Linked DNA regions of Gossypium hirsutum: region 1 is linked to region 2. Evidence: chromatin contacts called from public Hi-C data. All regions are on one chromosome and are shown on one strand. Each heading gives the region's core, a stretch centred on a gene start, on an enhancer-like site or on the middle of the called end of the contact. The rest is flanking DNA. Distances are from core to core; before and after follow the strand shown.

Region 1 (6,079 bases), core at 3,379-5,878, 590 kb after region 2:
AAACAAGTTTAGAGATGAGGATTACCTTCAATTGAACTCAAATCATTGATTTGGAAGTTTGAATCAAAATGCTTGAAGATTTGCCCAACTTCGAAAATTATTTTGAAAGATTTTAGAGAGAATTTTGGGAGAGAAAATGTTTAGATCTATTCTCTAATATTTTGGTTTATAAAAACAAGAAAAAAAGAGAGAGAAAAAGCTCTCAATTCAGGTGAAAAATGAGTGAAACGTGAGGTAATTGCAGAGTTTTTAAAACTGAAAACGCCTACCTAATTTTCAAATTTTGGGGAATTTACTATCAGGCCACTCTCCCTTTTCCCTTGTTTTACAATTTGCTCTTTTCCCTACAAAATTCTGAAAATATGATTTATTTGCTATAAAACCTCTTACACATTTCCCTTATTTTTCAAATTAGTCTCATTTAATTAATATTTTAAATCACCCAATTAAACGCTCATTTTAAATTATTTTTAAATTCTAGTTTAACCCAAAATATTTATTTTTACCCAAAAATTATTTAAAACCATAAAATTAATTTTTCTAAAAATATTTTTATTCTCTAAAATATTATTTACCAATTTTTAGATGAAATTAAGCTAACTACTTAAGAATATAAATCACTAATTAACCCAATTACTTCCCAGTTTTCACTCGGAACCCGATAAACTTACCCAAAACTACTAGACCTAATTTCGGGGCCTTACATATCGTGATATGCCAGCTCGATCTACACATTATCAAAGGCTATACCATGAATATTCATACATTCATATCTTGCCATGAGTCTTAGCCACATGGAGTTACAAACTTTCATGTATCGTGATCTACCAGTCCAATCTTCATTGTACTAAAGGCTACACCATGAGTCTTTTCATATCATTTTCAGATGCCATGGGTCTCAACCTCATGGTCTTACACTTATTTTCATAACGTGACCTGCCAATCTGGTTAGCAATATAATTGCCTTACCAGAAGCATCACAGAGGGACATTTACCCAGCAATCACTTACCCAAATTTGTTCATGTTCCTGGTTGATTCATACCTTTTGTATCAAACTTTCATACTTAGCATCAACATTCTATTAAACAAAACCTTGCAAACTTCATAATAACACGTATATCATTTTTATAATTCTTCTTACACTTACCAATTACTAGAGATATCATCGCATTCAGATATACTTATATTTGAACAGTACACATGCAAAATTCAGGATAAAGACTCACTTGATACTCACTTACTGTAGTTCAAAGCTCCAGACTGACACATCCTTCTCAAATTAGTAGTAAAAACTACTTTAAGAACATAGGACTACTAAATTAAAACTCATTTACATACAAATTATTATCATCTCAATTACTAACAACCCCAATGCAAAGCTTTGTGCTTACAACTTATTGTACATTTACCCCTTATAGACTTACTTACCTAGAAACAGAATGACCACTGATTAAAACAAGAACCTTACCTTCCAATTTAAATGAGAAAGAGACACATTTAAATTTAAGAAAAGAATGAGATAGTAGTATTGAAGAAGGAAAAACCTTTTTCATGAACCCTTCTCATACATATATATAACTCAATCCTGCTTAGTGGAACTTAACAAGTGTCACTTAATTCAGAACTTTTCCTTATTAATGGTCTACAAATTTGAGAGAAACATACATGAAAATCTTGCATAATAGATATTGAACCAGTAATCTAGTTGGTTCCTAACCAGGTCACTTTATAACCCAACCAGCATAATACCAAGACAAATAGGGCGTACTATGCATTTGGTTATAATTCATACCATAAATACCATTTTGCTAAGTAAAAATCTTTCTCTTTTGAAAGTAGAATAATCTGAAATGGAATCTTCACTTACTTACACAACGATTACTATACGTCCACACATATTCGCCAAAAGAAACAATTAGGTGGATTACACTTCCCCCATCATATTATTTCACCACTACACGCTTGAATCTTGAATCCGCTAGATTTGGGGTGTGACAGTTGCTCTTTCATTTGAGTTTGTTTCCGCTATACTTTGGTGCCTTAGAGAATTTCTGTGAGAATTCTTACTTTTGTGAGAGTTAGGTTGATTTAGGCAAATTTAGAGTACAGAAATTGCTTAAGGCTATGCGATTTACGAGACTAAAGTTCTAGTACCGTGACACTAGCATCATGTTAGAATGTGTCCAAAGAAAAAAAGAAAGGAAAACGGAACATGTCCAAAAGTAAACCAATCTCTTGGATTACTATGAAAAACACTATCGAATTTCAAAGTAGTACAATCTAATTCAAAATTTTCTTTTATTACAAAAATCATTGGTTTAAGTTTTAATTCTAAAACTTGCTTTTTTCCTTTTACAATTTTCTATAACTTTTAAATAGTTTTTATATTTTTTGAAAATTTTAAATAACTTTAATAATTTTCTATATTTTTAAAATTTTTAGAGTTTTTAATCAATTTTTAAAATAATTTAATTAATTTTGAAAAAAAAGTAACTACGTCAACAAAGTTAACACCTATTAATTTTTCCATCCAATTTTGAGCATTAAAAGAAAAATAAAAAATTTGAGGGCTACATGAAGTGAAAAAAAGAGGTAACCTTTTTTTTATAGTTCAAGGGCTAAATAATTCATTATGCCTAGAAATTTTGGTATACTATCAGTCCCCATATATGGGCGAAAAAAGAAAATTTTTATTGCACCAAAATATCTAAAAATTTTCATCAAAAATATTAGTACTTTGTTATAAACTTTTATATTTATTACAAATTTTAATATACAAAAATATCTGACCATACCGCTAAAAAATTTTGGTAAGCTCTAGATATCTATTAAAATTTTTAGGGTAAACTACTAAAATAGTCACTTTTATTTGCCTCATGTTACATCTTAGTCACTTATATTTGAAATGTTACGTTTTATCCACTTACGTTATCATGTTGTAACATTTTAGTCACTAAGCGTTAATTTTCATTAACGGTATAACGATAAACTAACATGACATGTTAAAGCACCATTTCAGACGAAAATTTTAGGTTAAATTATACAATTGGTCTCTCTATATATATATTTTTTATTTTGAGCAATTTAATATTTTTCTTTTATATTCATTGAACTTTCCTTTTCTTATCTTTTTTCCATTCTCTTCTCTTCCTCTCTCTGTTTTCCTCCCTTTTCCATTTATTTTAACGTAGTTTTTCTATATTTTTCATTTGTTAAACTAGTCTCTATATTTTATTTTTTGAATAATTTAATTCTTTTTTCTTTTTTCTTTTATTCTTCCCATTTATTTTTCTCTCTTCTCATATTCTTCAATGCAGAAACATAATCTTTACCCACCAAATAAACCAAGTTTTTGTTTCTTTCACATGATTCCTAAATTGCATTTCACTCAAAACCGAATATCAATCATTCTTAATCAAATCTCGATTAGAATAACCTAATTTTGAAACTAAAATTGGATCTAACTAATCAATATAAATAACCATATCCTTAATCAAATCTAAACTTAAATTTAATTCTTTATATTCAAAACAAATTTTTTCTGTTTCTAAAATTTTACAGAATCATGTAGATTATCCATTTCCTTTTCTTTTTTGATGAATAAAATTAAGCAAATAATAAAATTGATCTAAAACTTCTTGGATATTCCTAAGCAAATTTGATAGGAAGCCGAGCATGGATGAAGCGAAGAGAGAAAGTGAGCATGAAACCAAATTGGTTTGGGTAAATTTGAGGGTAAGATTCATACCGTGGTCGTTTTAGTTATTGAGAGTGTAGAGCTCGTTTGAAGAATCCGTGAAGCAATGTAGTTTCAAGAGGACAAGAATGTTGTAGGTAAGATAGATATGGTGGTTGTGGGGGTTGGTCAGGAGGTTAAGGGAATGAGCTCGAGAAACTTTGTTGAGGGTGGACTGCTATAAGTCACGACTAGCGAGGTCTTTGAGTGAGGTGAGCTTGTGGACTAGGCCATTGAGAGATCCAAATTGGTTTGTTAAAGTGATGATGGATGATGAAGGTTTGTAATTGTGGGGTGAGAATATGCGATGTAAGTTTTATTTTCGTTTTAGCTTTCGCCTTTTTTTTCATAAACATAAAAAAGTTTTAACAAATAGAAAATATAAAAAAAATACGTTAAAAGAGATGGAGAAGGGAGGAAAACATAGGTAGGAGCAAAAGAAAATGAAAAATAAAGAAAAAAAGGAAAGTTAAAAAAACATAAAAGAAAAAAAATTAAATTGCTCAAAACAAAAAAATATGGGGATTAATTGTATAATTTAATCTAAAATTTTTGTTTGAAATGATGACTTAACGTGCCAAGTCAGCTTACAGTTACACCGTTAACAACAATTAATGACTTAGTGATTAAAATGTTACAACACGTTAACGTAAGTGACTAAAATGTAACATTTTAAAAATAAATGACTAAAATATAACATGAGGTAAATAAAAATAATTATTTTAATAGTTTACCCAAAATTTTAATATCTAACTATTCTCCCCCCCCCCCCAATTTTAATATTTAGTTTAATATTAACTTACAAGAGGTTAATTGGGTAATTTTATTTTCAAGCCTACGGCACAACTCCACCGAAATATATATTAACGGATGAAAAGAAAACGTGCGAGGAATGGAGTTGGATCCCTAATAGCGCTCTTATAAAAATGCCCAAATGCAGTTGCCGGGCTCAGGCCTTTCAAAACAGCTTTGCTATAAAAGCCCCAACACAACAATAGCCTGAAACTGCACTTCAATCTCGACATAGATAATGGCGGGAAAGCAGATCGGCGGCGAGGGCTTGCCAGCCAGCTTCGCTGGAATGTCGAAGAATCAACTTTACGAGATCATGTCCCAGATGAAGGCACTCTCACTCTCACTTTCAATTTTCTATTTCATTTCTTTTTCCTTTGTTCCAAACGCCAGTTCCTTCGCCATCAAATATAATTGGTAATTTAATTACTAGTTTTTAGTTGATCGTTTTTTGTCTATATGCAGACGCTTATAGAACAAAACCAGCAACAAGCGAAAGAGATCCTTATTCAAAACCCTCTCTTGACTAAAGCCCTATTCCAGGTTTTTCTTTTCTTCTCTATTTTCTTTTTCAGTTTTCTTTAAAGCTCTCTTCGTTTCCCTTTCCGATTTATTCTCCATTCTTTGAAAAGTTTTTATTCTGATACCGATAATAATTACACGTTGCGATTATATGTTGGTTCGAATGAATTGTCCGTTGCTATAACTGTGAGAATTGCATGAAATTTTGGTATAGTTGTTTAGAGTAGCTAGTCACTAAGAACCCGAGCAACTTGGCACTGAATACGGTTGTATTCAAGAACCTTTGTATGGTCAATTAGGTTTCTGAAGTTGCTTTTGTATTTAAGGGATGCCTGTAGTTCTTTATCTTTCTTGGTGGATTAGTTGTAATGCTGTAATAGCCCTCCTTTTGCTTTTAAATTCATGTTTTTAGATGGTGTACTGTTGAAAATCTTTTGGAGCTTCCATGCCTGAACAGGTCTTTTTTTCTTTCTTTTTTTTTTTTTTTTTTTTTACTCCAGGCTCAGATTATGGTTGGAATGGTTAAGCCCCTCAAGTGGTATGTTTTTTTTACTTATGTGAAGTTGTCTTGAAATTTTTATGTTGGGGACTGTGCCTGTGTTTTGAAACTTTGTTTGTGTTTAGATTCCTACCATTCAGCCACCTACATCGCAGCAATCTCAGTGTCAGCAATCAGCACAACCTCCTCCAATGCCAAACATCCAGCCAGCAAAATCATTGCCAAGTCAACCCGGGTTGCAGGACCAAGTGGCTCCATCTCAGACCCAACCTCCTTTAAGGAAACAGCACCAAAACCAAGCTGGGGCACATATCTCAGCTGCTGCTGTTCCTCCAGCCAGCATTCAGTCCCAACGCACGCTGTCACATTCCCTTCAGACACCACAGCAGATGAAGGGGCATCTGAATCCTCCGATGTCCCTTCCACAATCATCTCAACTGCCAAATGTACCTCCAGTTCCTCTTCACTCATCTTCACAGCCCCATCATCATCAACAAACACACATGCCAATGGCCTCTGGCCAGTTGCA
Region 2 (6,869 bases), core at 3,283-5,782:
TCTTCTATGCTCTTGAAGTATTTCATCAATAACAAATTTACACTATTCAATGCCTTGATTAGCAATCTTCAATAAGTGAGCTTTCACTTTTGTGTATGATCCTGCTCTCACAGCACCGCAATACTGGCAACAAAACTTTTTATTACCACCAAATTTGGCTCCTTCTATCAGCTCCACCTGCTTCCACAGCAGTGTTAGTTCGTTGGTTGCTAACATCTTTATATTTTTTTTATCAATGATTTCACTTGGTTTTTTTTTTTTATGTTATGAATCATAAGGTAAAAAGACAAATGCATAATAAATTTGAGAAAAATAATACAATCATATTCACTTCAATAAATTTGGAAAGTTTATATTGTAAAATTTATTACTCTCTAATTTTATGCAAAGTATATTAATATTTTAAATTCTTTTTTTTACGACAAGTATCAACTTTATGGCTGATTTATGTGAATATACTGAAAAAAAATTAATTGAAAAACCAAGCTAATTTTTTGAAAATTTACCAATTTACGCTTTTTTTTGGAGAGAGAGAAAAACACATCTTACAAAGCATGTTTTCACTAATGTGTTAGTGACAACGTGCTCTGTAAGACACATTTTCACTTTGACAAAAATTATTTTTTTCTTTTTTCTTTTCTCTTTCTTGTGATTGGAAATTAAAAGTTTGTAAATTTATTTTTGTCCATGTTTTAGATAGACATAGTTATAATTTTAAAGAATGTTTGAATTTATGGTGGTGTCGTGGAGCTGGGTGACTTACAAAATTCATTTACCATGTGAGTATGGAACCATCACCCGGGAAGCCGAATCGCGTAGCAACTCAAGGTCCCCGTTGACAATAATTATATGATTTGGGGTTGACGTGTAACTAAGGCTTGAAATTTACAAATGTTAAACTATTAAGGGATGGAACATAAATGGAGCTGTAGTTGACAGTGGTTATGTGGGCATGACAATGAGTTTTTTTATCAAAAGTAAATGCTTTATAAAACTCAAAACATAAATATAAAGAAGAAAAACATAGTGACGTTTTAGTACAATCAAGTAATGCATCATATCCACCACCACCGAAGGCGGTGGCCCCGTTATTATAACTTGTGACAGCATTTGGGTGTAACAAGTTAAACTAACAGGACCACCTCATTAGATGGAGATAGACAACACATAACTTGATTATACTAGAAAACCCCTTCCATTTTCCTTCCTCGCACCAATGTTTGAGTTTTATGAAACATGTTCTTCTTATTAGAAGACTCGTTGTCATACCTACCTTAGCATCATCAAATATATCTATAACATATATAAAAAACAAATAACCTGATTTACAGTGGTGCCGTGAAGCTAAGTGACCTACTAGTCATTGGAAAAATTAACCATTGAAAGGAAAGCGCATCCTATAAGACATGCTTTCACTGATGAGGCAATGAAAACGTCTTATAGGACGCGCTTTTGTTCTCTCCTGAAAACACATCTTATGTGGCACGTTTTCCTTTTTCTCTCAAAAAAACATCGTAAATCGCTAAGTTTAAAGAAATTCATACTAGTTTTTAAAATAATTTTTTTCAGCATATTTATATAAATTAACCTCAACTTTATATTAATATTTTATAACCTAATATGTAATAACCAGTTTATAATAATAATTAAAATTTTTTAAGGCTTCACATTTACATTATTTTGGCCTATTAATAACTTTTGGTCCAACCAACATAAAATAAAAAATAAAAAAAGCCTTGTAAAGAAAAACCCTAACAACTAAACACATTCTCTTTTTCCCTGTTACTGTTGAGTGTTGGCCATCGTTAGGCTGTCTCCCCTATCATTTTTTTTTCTTTTCCTCTACCAACACCTACCTGATCAAAACGTGCCGACGATCATCTCCGCCGCTGCCGTGTATCCTCCTCCTTTTGTTTCCTTTTCCTCCTAGTTTTTCTTCTCAGTTTGCCTGCTACCACGTCCGTCGATTTTTGTCGGATCTGATTTCGTATTCGATGTTAAAATCCATGTCAAATCGTGTCGACATTGGTATAACACCCCCAACTATTGAGTCTGGGTAACGGAGGGGATGAGTCTTCCAAGCCGAGAAGAATGGTGCAAGAGTACTAAAATTATATTGTTTTCTTGATGATCCTAAAAATACTAAAACTAATTTGAATGCCTTATGGATGGAATTTGAATGCCCTTGTTGAAATAGTTGAAGAAGAGCTTAAGAGAGATTATCTGGAAACTTATGTTGGAAGTGGTAAAATTTTCTTGCTAGGGTAGACTTCCAAACCGGGGAGAATGGTGCAGGAGTACTAAAACTATATTGTTTTCTTGATGATCCTAAAATTATAGTCTTCCAAGATTATGAAAACTTACTTTCTATTTTCTTGATAATCTTTAAAATAATTTCTAGAAAATGGGTTGGCATTCAAATGCCTTATGGATGGAATTTGAATGCCCTTGCTGAAATAGAATGGAAATCACATCTCACTTCTAGACGATGTCTTATGCTGTTCATTGACTCGAAATTCATTTTTTCTCAACCCTTCCTCAAAAGAAACACCAAAAAATGCATAAATGATCTTATGAAAACTATTTTCCGCAAAACAAACTTGTCCAAAGAGCAACGTTATGCAAAGTTTAGGCACATATACAACCAAATTATGAACACAAAAATATGGTGTTTCAATGCACCCACCTATATATTTTGTGTGCTATTCTAAGTCTCTAATTATGTGATCCATATAAAAGACCATGCATGCACCAAGTATCAAATTACATTCTCAATTGCTGTAGTTCAATTTATCCAAACTACTCCATTACATGAATTACATCCTCTAAAGTCTGTCCATGAAGATAAGATAACTCTCAAATGTATGAATCTCCTTTCCATCAATTTGCAACCTGCATTTCCGTTCTCAAAGCTTATAGCAACCAATGTCCTAGTAATCAAATTCAATCCTCATTGACAAAAAACCACACTGAACAGTATCGCAGCTTGAACTTTCTTGAAAATGATTCCCGAATAATTTGCTCAAACCTGCTAGATGTATTTACTGCACCTAGTGCACACATCACGTATATTGAAGCCATTCCAATTGCATGCACAGTTATCACACCCATGTGATGTTCCCCCAAAGATTACATTAAATATTTGGAGCTCACTAACCTTGAAAAGTAATAAGAAGAGACTTAAGGTTTCTGACTTATGAGCTTATTTGGTTCAATGGCCTAATACTTAATAATGCATTGGTCCTACTACCAGATGATTAAAGATTCTTACAGTTTGCACCTAACTGATTACATAAGCTCATTGCAGGAGTCCTTAAATCCCCAATCCCACCAAAAGCAAAATGACTTATTAATAAAACTACGCTATCATGTTTAAGTGAATGAACATCTCTGTAGTTGTAGTAGCCTCACACTGAATAGCCCCTTAATAGTCAATATTACAAGAGTCTCAATAAGCCAGTTTGCAGTTCTCTTTTTCTCAAAGTAGATCCGAATTCAGAACAGTCATCGCTCACAAAGATGATTAAGAAACAAGAAAACATCTAAATTTGGTTATTTCCTAAGGGCTTTTGCCACCACATAAATCATTCCTTTGCATATACTTGTCGCACGATTCAGCTAAGTAGGTTTAGGCTTTTTCTTTACACAAATCCCATAATTCAGCCAAACAGTTTCACAAACAACAATATAGTAAGAAATAATTTGATCAAGACAATGGTAAAAAGAAGGTTCAATAGATAATATAAAGAACGAATTAGGGCCTCAGATTACCTTCCTTAGCTGAATGCAGCCACTCATTCTGACTCAACCTCCTCAACCTTCGGACCTATATCCGAAATCATTAAACACAATGATCAATACAGTTCAGACATTCCCTCCCCCAAACAACAATGTTGACTCATTCCAAAACAAATAAAATAATGGTTTAACATTCAATCGTTTCGTTACTTTTACCCCTAGCGTTGCTTTTGACTTCCTAAAACCTTGTTAAAATTAAAAGGAAGTAGTAAACGAAAAAAAAAATCAATTGAAAACGAGCTAAATAGGCGAAAATTATTCATCTTTTTTTTTTCAAATTTATTCAGGAAGTAAAATAGCGAGTAATAAAATTAACAATCAATCGAGCTTAAATAAAATAAAGAAAATAAAAGTAGCATATATTTAAAATAAAAAAGATTAGGACCGTGGAGGGACGGATGGCGGCCATCCTTGCCCCAACCAATGCCGCGGGTGGCGTCAAGGTACTGGCTAACGAGGTGGCGGCACTTCTGGAGATGGTTGACTCCTTCGATGCGGTAACACCACCTGACTTTGTCTCGTAAGATCTTCGCCTTCTCAATGTCTATCCATTTCTCTCGAACTATATGCTCCCTCATTTCCAGCATGGCAACTGGGTCTTGGTAGGGGTTGGCCGGGTCGAAGTCATCTGGCCCGGTTTCTTCGAACTCTAGCACTCCCTTCTTTCTCCCCATCTCTCTCTATGCTCTTGTTTTGCGCTGTGCTTCCTCCAGATTTGCGGGGGATTTTAAGTCTCGTATTTGGGGTTTGGGATTTTCTTGTTGGGCTTAAACATAATTATTTTTTGCGGAGTTGTTTTATTTATGTTGGGCTTAAAACATGATAAGTTCTTCCACCCAACTCTTTACTGTTCAGAAGTTTTCTAAGTTCATGACATGGAGGAAAGAAAATATTTTATATTATTATAAAATTATTTTAATAAATAATTATTGGTGAAATGACAATAAATTTTATATAAATTTATTAATTTTGTATTCGATTCTCAAATAATATATTTTAATTATTTTATTTAAAAACTATAAAGAAGTGTGAAAAGATAAATTTATTCTTATAATAATTTTAATTACCCTAATAATTTTACAATTGAGTTAATTTCAAGTTAAATTCGTGGTACTAACTCAATCAATCATTTTATACATAATATAGATATATATAACTAAAATGATTTTTTATTTAATTTGAGAGTAAAGAAAAAATACTACATATATCTAATATCTACAATATATATATATAAAGCAAAATATTGAAATAATTAAGGTAAATTTTAGCTCTAAATTAATTCTTCTCATATCACTATTAGGTTGACTTTAATAATGACGTGAGTCTCATCTATTGTATTTAAGTTTTGTTTAAAATTAAATTTGTTAAAAATAATATGATTAAAATTTTAATATTAAATGTCATAAATAATAAAAATTAATATATAATAATTTGTTGATTGAGTTTTAACTCAATTAGCATATAAGTTAAAATTTTTAATATATTATATATAAATTTAATTCTTAATTAGTTTTTAATTTTTATTGTTTTCAATTTACATAAGTAGTATACTAAAATACTAGTGTGCATTTTCATGGGATGCATAGGTAAGTTGTAGTCGATATTAAAGTAGTGATTGTATGTTATGGTATACTATATTTAAGCTAGTTTAACGAATAAAGGTTTAGTTTTTATAATTTTGAAAAGTATATTGTATGATAAAGTTTATTTTAAATAGAAAAACAACATTCTACTAAGAGTAGGAGAGGGGTGAATGACTCACCCTTATATTTCTAAAGGGGTTGTTGCCTCCTTCATGTTATATGAGGGGTTTTGGGCCTCTTTCACATCAGGTCCAATTACGAGCACTTCTTGAGCCTTTTTGACCCAGTATTCTGTAATGTGATCTAACCCAGTTCAGTTATTCTATTTCATAAAATAAACTTTAATATTTACATATTAAATAATTTTTTCATCCCAATTTTACTCCAATAAAATTTTGACAATTTTACCCTAGATAAAATTTGGAGAAATTTCGTTCAATATGTCACAACTTAACTTGTTCATTATGACCGAATGGTTTATTTTCATTTTTAGGCTTCAAAACAGTCCAAAAACATAAACTCGTTCTTCTATTATTTAAGTAATCTGATATATGATTGCAAATTTCTATTTTCATTTCCATTTCCATTTTTGGAAACCTACATTCATTTCCAAATGATTCTATTTCTCCATTTTGGAGAAAACCATAATCATTCTTAAATGTTTCTCATTTCTCTTTTTCTATTCATTCTGTTCATTTTTATTCAAACATACAATTCATTTTTGGTTTCAATGAGCTAGTGAGGGATCAATTAGACATGTGAAGTTGAGGCTCAAATGATTTAGAAATAGGTCTTGACTTTTCGCCTATTAATTATAAACTCATTTAGTCACGAAGTCATTCCACTATAGTATCGTGACTGAGCTTTCCCCAACGACATACCATTATGACAACAACTACTTAGTGCTCGTCCAATGACCTTGTCATTAGTGTGTTACCCTCATAAGATATCATTGATCTCTTTGGGATAATATCCACTCCTAATATTATCCTTTTTTATCTTATGGTAACCATGACATCTTCCTTCATGAAAAGTCAATCACTATCAATTAGTGATCAAGTCATCCATCACAAAGACAGATGACTCATGGCCATGTTTACTTTTCACCAACCATGAAATACCAATGAGAGGATATTATTTAACCATGTTTTGGGCTATGAATTCCGCTGCTGTGAATGGCACTACATACTACAGAAGTCGTACACCCAACACACCAGTTTTGGGTTCCTTATCTATTTGAACTTAGGCTTTTACTTACATCAAAGTGTACGAGTCACCCATACATAGTCCGCTATCCACTCAGGATTTAGGTATGGTACACTATGAATGTCTTAAGTGAATAAATCCGTAAACAGATTCAGGATCTATTCTGCTTGGGTCCTATATGATGTACTATCAGTCCAATCAATCATATCTATGTCTTCATCTTCTAGGAGTCATTTGCTCCAATGCCAAAGACAAGGTATCTCCCCCTTTGGGCATGATAGA

The links. A called contact is a pair of places that touch in the nucleus more often than the background predicts.
Region 1: a contact with region 2 is called in a Hi-C map of leaf, with 4 times the contacts expected there. The contact joins the promoter of LOC107933318 here to the promoter of LOC107915573 in region 2. A contact is called at or near these places in 7 of 34 Hi-C or Micro-C datasets (callus, leaf and petal).

The regions. Positions count from the first base shown.
Region 1 is chrA08:57,864,209-57,870,287 of Gossypium_hirsutum_v2.1, forward strand. It overlaps LOC107933318 (cleavage stimulating factor 64), which reads left to right and starts at 4,629. Exons shown (of 7, transcript XM_041074700.1): 1 at 4,629-4,860; 2 at 4,995-5,072; 3 at 5,552-5,593; 4 at 5,676-6,079. The coding sequence starts at 4,768.
Region 2 is chrA08:57,277,461-57,284,329 of Gossypium_hirsutum_v2.1, forward strand. It overlaps LOC107915573 (NADH dehydrogenase [ubiquinone] 1 beta subcomplex subunit 10-B), which reads right to left and starts at 4,533. Exons shown (of 3, transcript XM_016844744.2): 1 at 4,184-4,533; 2 at 3,772-3,826. The coding sequence starts at 4,472. The coding sequence ends at 3,795.